Linked DNA regions of Sus scrofa: region 1 is linked to region 2. A link is a contact called in public HiChIP or PLAC-seq data. All regions are on one chromosome and are shown on one strand. The core of a region is the stretch at or near the end of the contact, and the rest is flanking DNA. Distances in the headings are between cores, read along the strand shown. Region 1 has its middle 78 kb from the start of MTHFD1. Region 2 overlaps MTHFD1 (C-1-tetrahydrofolate synthase, cytoplasmic).

Region 1 (3,480 bases), core at 148-2,647, 140 kb before region 2:
CCATCCAGCCCAACTAGGCTGCTCCTGAATTCCTGACCCTAGAAACTGTATGAGATAATACTTCTTGTTTTAAGCTGCTGAGTTTTAGGGTAATTTGTTATACAGTAATAGATAATATAGAGAGCAAATGACATGAAATGAGACTGCATAACTATTGTCAAAACAGCATAACATAAGAAATACCCTTGTGGCACAGTGGATTAAGAATCTGGAATTGCCACAGCTGTGGCACAGGCCACAATTCCAGCACAGGTTTGATCCCTAGCCTGAGAATTTCCATATGCTGCCAGTGCAGCCAAAAAACCAAACCAAAACAACAACACAAACAGTAACATAGGTTTAAGTAAGATGGGCAGTCTTCTGAGAAGACAGTAAATAATATCAGGCTCTCCTGAAAATAAATGATACCACATTCTACTTCCTATCCTATTTTAGCAATGACTTTGCCTTTACAGATGGAAGGAAAGGAAAAGTATAAAAACTTTGATCTAAAAATAAAATGATCTAAAAATAAAAATTAAAAATAAATACAATGATCTACATGGTCATTACTGAAGGATATCATCAAAGGCCTCCTCCCAACACCTACCACATGTAGGTACCACAGTGCCTGAAATTCTACTATTAGAGCCATTACTTTGAGTTCCTTTTCCTATAATTGCTTTTTAAGTACATTAAGAATTATATATAAATGATCTCACAGCAACTATCAAATATGTACACAATGAAAAAGTACAAGATATGAAAAAGGGAAGGATTTTTGGTAAAGATAGAGGCATCATGAAGGATTTACAACTGTTTTTCTTTACTTTTCCAATCTTTGGTGAAATATAAATAGTTTTATCAGCTCTCTGTAATAAGCAAAATTAAGTTATTAACATTACAATAATATATGATAATTTCCTTTGCCCAAATTAATATTTATGATTCAGGAAATTCTCTCTTTTTAAATCTAAGCCAAGTCTTTCTTTTAAAAAACTCACTGAAAGCAATTTTTCCTTTCAGATATATTTCAAGAGTCTTCTCTGTTCCCTACGCTTTTCTTCAGCCTGGGATGATTCATAAACACTTTATTCATAAAGATGATGCAGCTGCTCCATTTGCTGAGTGAGCATCTGTTATTTCCTACTGAAGATCTTTTCTCTACAGCAAAAGAAAAAAGCACTTCCTGATAGTTATGTTATGCTTATAGTGACAAAATCAAAATTAATATTCAAAGCCACAGAGTTTATCAAATTGGCTAATATCAAAATACAGATCTTTAAAAAGAAACAAATTTGAAAGAGTAACTCATCTATCTGTCAATACACTTATAGACATTCAAGATTGCTCATTTGCACCAGTTTCCTGAATCTTGACTTTCACAGATTCCTCCTTGGCTGGTATGGATTCAACACTGTTGCTGGTAAGAACAGACTGCTGACTGAGGAATTTCTATAATGGGATCATGCAGTTTTAGTTTCCCAGCAGACTGAATATGGAGGTCTGTCTAAATCAGGTATTTGTTTTTCCTTATGTATCAAATCCTGTTGACATTTATCCCAAATTTTCTGCCTATCTTTCAGTCCTTCAGAGTGAAAAATGTTGTCTGTTTCAAAGTTCTTGGCCAGGATATCTTCATCTTTATCCTAAATATGCTGACACACATTAAACTTCCCATTTAGCTTTTAATACAAAGACATCTAGTTTCTTCCTTTTGAAATATAAATATAGTCATAGCATGAAACCTCAGGACAAAAAACCCCACAAAGACTTATGAGTCATCAAACTAGAATCGTAACAGGTGTTGAAATGATGGTACTAGGAAATCATCTCTAGAATACAGTAACTGAAAATAGAGAAAGAAAATCTAAAGGCAACCAATAAAATGAAGTTAGAAGACAATAGGTTTTAGCTTAATAAAAATAAAAATTTTCTTACAGTTAGAGCTGTCTGAAAATGTAATGACTTTTGGAAGGAGGGGTAGTAAGTTCCGTGTCACTGGAAATATCAAAATAGAAGAAGATAAATACCTGTAAAGAATGTTGACTGAGAAACTGGTATATCAATTTTAACACTGCACCTACTTCTAAGTTTTTGTATTTCTGTGCTACGTTAAAAAGTTCTAGTTTAGGATCATAATCACAGTTCATATGAGAATTAGAATACAAGATTTCTAAATCCTGACATAATACTCTGAACCAGAGTTTGATGAATGTCATGTAGTTTAGCAAAAGTATGCCAAAGAAGCAAAAGAGTTTTTCAAGCCTATGTTAAGTGAATAAGTGAGAGGAGAATAAAAGAATAAGAATTAACACAGCAAAAGAATAAATTTATCATTATATTTGTTTTTTAATGCAATATGTGTTTGGTGTACTCTGCAGTATATATAACAGTGCTACAAATTACTGAGGATACAAGTAAATTAGATAGTGTCTTCACTACATTAATAAGTATAATTATAAGACAAAATATATGTGCCATAACAAAGTATAACAATTTTCTATATGAACTGGAGAATACAAGATCTGGAATAGATATGACCCAAGGGACCAAAATAAATTTCCAAAAACAGATGGTGTTTGAGACAGTTCTTGAAAAGTGGATTCATACATTCAACAAACCAACAGAATCACCACATTGCAGTGCAGGTTTGGCCATTCATTCACTCTGCAAATGTATTTAAGTACTTTAGACATATTTATTGAATCTCTGCTAAATTTTAGTATTCTAGCTGTGAGGATTCAGCAGTGAAAAAAATGGATAAAAAATCTCTATTGTCATGGAATCTATACCCAAAAGGGAAGAAGAGTGGAACAGAAACTAAGTTAAACCAATAAATCATACAGTATATATTTGACAGAGATAAGTATTATGGAGAAAAATAAAAACAGGAAGGGGAACAGTATATGTGGGAAGGGTGAGGGAGGTGTTGCAATTTCAAACTGAGTGCTCATGTAAGGCCTCACCAAGAAAGTGACCTTTGAGCAAAACTCAAAAGAGCTGGTGACAGAGTAATCCTTGCAGGCAGCTGGAGGGAGAGCTGCAGCAAGTGGGAACAACAAATGCAAAGGCTTGATGTAGAAGTGTGAATGGTGTGTTTGGGGACTGGTGTGACTAGAATGAGAGAGAGAGAGAAAGCAGGAGATGAGGTCTGAGGAGACAGGAACTCTAGAGTGGAAAGACCTTGCAAGCCAGTCTGAGGTCACTGTAAGGACTTTGGATAAAATTTCCACATGAGGGAGGATAATCTAGACATAGGGAAAAGCAAGAAAAAAGATAGAAAGTAGGAGTAAGCTGGGAAATTTTGAGGAGCAAAAGAACTCTTTCCAGGATCACAGTGTATAAAGGAGTAGGGAGATAAATAAAGGTAGAAAACATAATAGGAAAGGCCTAAATATAACACTGAAGCATTGGAATTTAATTTGTGAGTCAATGGGGAAACCATTAAAAGCATGAGTGAAAACACTGAAGCTGTACATTGCAACAATTAGGATGATT
Region 2 (3,593 bases), core at 522-3,021:
TAATCTATGATAACTAAGCTGGAGGAGGGCAGTGACGTGGAGATGAGTTAGAGGAAGTTGGATGTTCTGATAAATCACAGAAGCCATATCATGACAGTGCCCACATGTTCTCTGTTGCCTTGTCAGCCTCTCACTTGTCCCACTTCTGTTCCTGTCTTTTCCTAGGGCTTTGGGAATCTGCCCATCTGCATGGCCAAGACACACCTGTCCTTGTCGCACAACCCAGAGCAAAAAGGCGTGCCCACGGGCTTCGTCCTGCCTATTCGAGACATCCGTGCAAGCGTTGGGGCTGGCTTTCTGTACCCCTTGGTGGGAACGGTGAGTGAGTGCTGCAGGCAGGGAGGGCCACCTATTCACCTCTGCTTCTTTTTCTTTATTTTTGCTTTTTTAAAAACATATACTTATTTGTTTTTTTGCTTTTTAGGGCCATACCTGTGTCATATGGAAGTTCCCAGGCTAAGGGTAGAATCAGAGCTGCAGCTGCTGGCCTGCACCACAGCCACAGCAACGTGGGATCCAAGCTGTGTCTTACTACACTACACTTAGCTCACGGCCACGCTCGATCCTTAACCCACTGAGTGAGGCCAGGGATCGAACCCACATCCCCATGGACACTAGTCGGGTTCATTACCCCTGAGCACAGCGGGAACTCCTCGCCTCTGCTTCTTAACTCCAGTGCTTGAGCCGTAAATCGATGGCCTCAGCCATCACACAAATGCCAAGTTAGCAGAGTTCATTGCTGAGGAGAAGGTTGGAGCTGGGCCCATTATGATTAATCGTCTTGTCATGGACCATCTTGGTGTCCATTCAAGGATGATGTCATGACTGCTTGTACTGAATAATAATTCTGTCTCCCAGTGGCAGTATGACCTTCACTGAGTCTAGGATGGGCCTGATTCATAGGCCGTGGTGCTTATATGTAATCGCAGCTGGCTCAACCCTCCCAACAGCCCCTTGGAGGCTCTGCCCCTCCTGGGTCTTCTTGATAGGCCTGGAGCTTATGCCTTAATAAATTCAGGGAATTCAGCATTTTTGAGTAAAGAATTTCCCCATTAAAATATAAACAAAACCTTTGGATATGAAAGGTGAGGTTATTTATACTTTGAGATGAATTATCAAATGCTTTCTTAAAGGTTTTTATGTATATTAAAAGAGGAAAATTGCTAATAGGGAGGTAGAGGAAAGCTTAAGGACATTGTTGCTGTTTGGAGGCATCACTGATCCTGTGCCCAGGTTTTTCCCGTAGATCCGCCCAGTATCTGACATCTGCAGATTGTACATTCCTGCAATACAAGATCGAAACAGTAAACTAAGCCAATACATGAGTAAAAGAAACCAGTGGATTGCCTTTGGGAGCTATGCTGTTCTTTCAGCATAGTGGGAAAGGGGTAGGAAGCAGTATTATAATCAAAAGTACCTAACTCTAAGGCCAACCCCACTTTTGGCCTTAGGCGAGTTATTAAAGAGGTGACCCTCCTCCTGTAAAACTCTCTGTGGGGCAGTGTCATCACATAACAGTGGTGATCAGACAGGTGCCTGCAAACTGGTGCCCTCAGCCCCTCCAGAGGCAGGAGGGGTCTCTCTGTTATGATGTTCATCAGTCCTTGGGGTTTGTAGAAATCCTCTTTTAATAGGAATGTGAAACCATTTACCCAGCACCTTGAATATTACAGAAACGTGTGTTGTTTCTGGAAAAACTGTCAGTGCGACTGGCAGCTGAAAGTCCCCTCTGATGTGTGCGTGCAGGGGCTGACTGTAGAGACGGAAGCAAAACTGAAAGTGTCAGGCCTGCAGTTCGGAGAGAAACGCAGCCTGCCCAGCTCAACTTTCTTGTCTAAAACAAACTGCCTCATCTAAAACTCAAACTCTGGTCTAAAGCCAACTTGGACCAAGACATCTCCACACTTAACCTAGAGGGCTTAACAATTACTCTTCTTCACACTTTCTAATTGCTGTTGGGGCCTGAATAGGGCTCAGAGTGTTTGAGCATTTTATATGTTAATGCAAGGTGTGATGACTTCTAAGTCCCTATGTGTATGTCACATGACCTTTTCATTTAAAAAAGTTTTCTGATTATCAATATGGGGGGAAAATCCTCTTTGGCAAAGAGTAAAAGTACTGAAAATCCTCCTAATCACTGTTTTGGGGACCATCTTCAGAGTTTTCTGCCAACAGCTCGTGTGTACCTACATCAGTGGGCCCTTGTCTTTCATCTTTATAGTGTCATCTTTAGGCTCTTGTGCGTGGCCTGAGGACCAGCCAGTCGCCCTTCCTTTTTCCTACTTGTCCCCATACTCAGCAGTTGCATATTTCTTACAGAACTTGAGAATAGAGACTGATGTCAGCTCCCTTAGTATATCCTATGGAGTATTGATTGGTACCTAGATGTCAGATTCGGGTTTTCTAAAGTAATAGTGTTTTGTATTATGGAAGGTGACTAATCCTTTTCTATGACATTTTTAAAGTTCGCTGAGTCCAGCTCAGCAGGATGGGGATGAAGCATGGGTGCTGTGAAACTTAAGGAAATAAGTTAACATAAAACAAGACACAGAGACATTTATCTTAAGTAAAGGTGGGAACCGGGGGACTCAAGGTCTCAGGGACCAAGAGCGCCGCCTCTAGAAACCACACTGCTTTTGTTATGCTCTTTAGGATTTGGTCAAGTGAGGAGGGGGCTATGGGTGGAAGATATAGGGTTTGTTTATTATTTTATGAGTTCTTTTATTATTTTAAAAGTCACTTAGCTGGTAGAAGGTTAAGCTTTTACTCTGACCTTTAGGCACATAACAATCATTAGCATTTGAGGAAGTTATCTATGCATAGCATTCCAGAGAATCCTCACTGTGCTTCCGCATGCCTATCTGCAGCGACCCTGTGTGCCTAGGTTTGCACGTCGGTTCTCTTTGCTAATGCATATTCTGCTAATGACAGCTCATAAACCACTTGGCCATGAGGTTCCTCTTTCTCTTATTCCTTATAGGACATATCCTGCTTGTGCAAACGGTGTGCCAATATGCACAGGTCTGGCGAGCCTAGACCGAGGCATTTTGTCCTCATTCAGCTGACCCTATGAATAACTTATGCCTTTAGGTCTTTGTTCTTAAGCTTAAGTCATTTACCAGCACTGTGACTGTTTTTCCAGCAGGAAGATGGGGTAAAGTAAAGCAGGACAAGATGGAGTTTTCAGCAAAGAGGCTAAGAAAATATTGTAGAAACATGTCTCGCGACAGAAGTTCTGTTTAAACTCTTTTCCTGTCTAGATCTGATTTGGAATTTTTGTGTATTCATTATAAAGAACTTTGTTACAGATTAAAATATATCGAGTGTTCACTTACAAGCCTTACACATTTATATATAAATAGATGTTTGTCAAAGCCAGCCCTTTAGAAAAAGAAATAGGTGTAAATACAATCCATAGCACTGCAAATTCAGGTTTAGGAGGCCAAATTGGACCAGTAAGAACAGTGATTATAAAACCATCTAGATTGTATACAAAAATGTCTTGGCCCAAGTTAAAGGATACTGATTCCTAGTGTTGTGTTGCTGAAGCAAAAATAAAAATAATATGGTTACCTACACAAGACTCATTAAAA

The links. HiChIP or PLAC-seq counts read pairs in DNA pulled down with a chosen protein or histone mark.
Region 1: a contact with region 2 is called in an H3K27ac HiChIP or PLAC-seq map of alveolar macrophages. The contact joins two enhancer-like sites. A contact is called at or near these places in 1 of 5 promoter capture datasets (liver) and 1 of 2 datasets of contacts at active chromatin or transcription factors (alveolar macrophages).

The regions. Positions count from the first base shown.
Region 1 is chr7:88,391,099-88,394,578 of Sscrofa11.1, forward strand. No RefSeq gene overlaps it. Among named protein-coding and RNA genes, the nearest start is that of MTHFD1, 78 kb to the right of the region's middle. Within about 2 kb of position 1,398, at least 3 of the 83 cell types and tissues checked have an H3K27ac peak or open chromatin away from gene starts, as enhancers often do. A contact at or near this core is called in alveolar macrophages, where this site is marked.
Region 2 is chr7:88,527,395-88,530,987 of Sscrofa11.1, forward strand. It overlaps MTHFD1 (C-1-tetrahydrofolate synthase, cytoplasmic), which reads left to right. Exons shown (of 27, transcript XM_021099913.1): 25 at 166-318. Among named protein-coding and RNA genes, the nearest start is that of AKAP5, 9.7 kb to the right of the region's middle. Within about 2 kb of position 1,772, at least 29 of the 83 cell types and tissues checked have an H3K27ac peak or open chromatin away from gene starts, as enhancers often do. A contact at or near this core is called in alveolar macrophages, where this site is marked.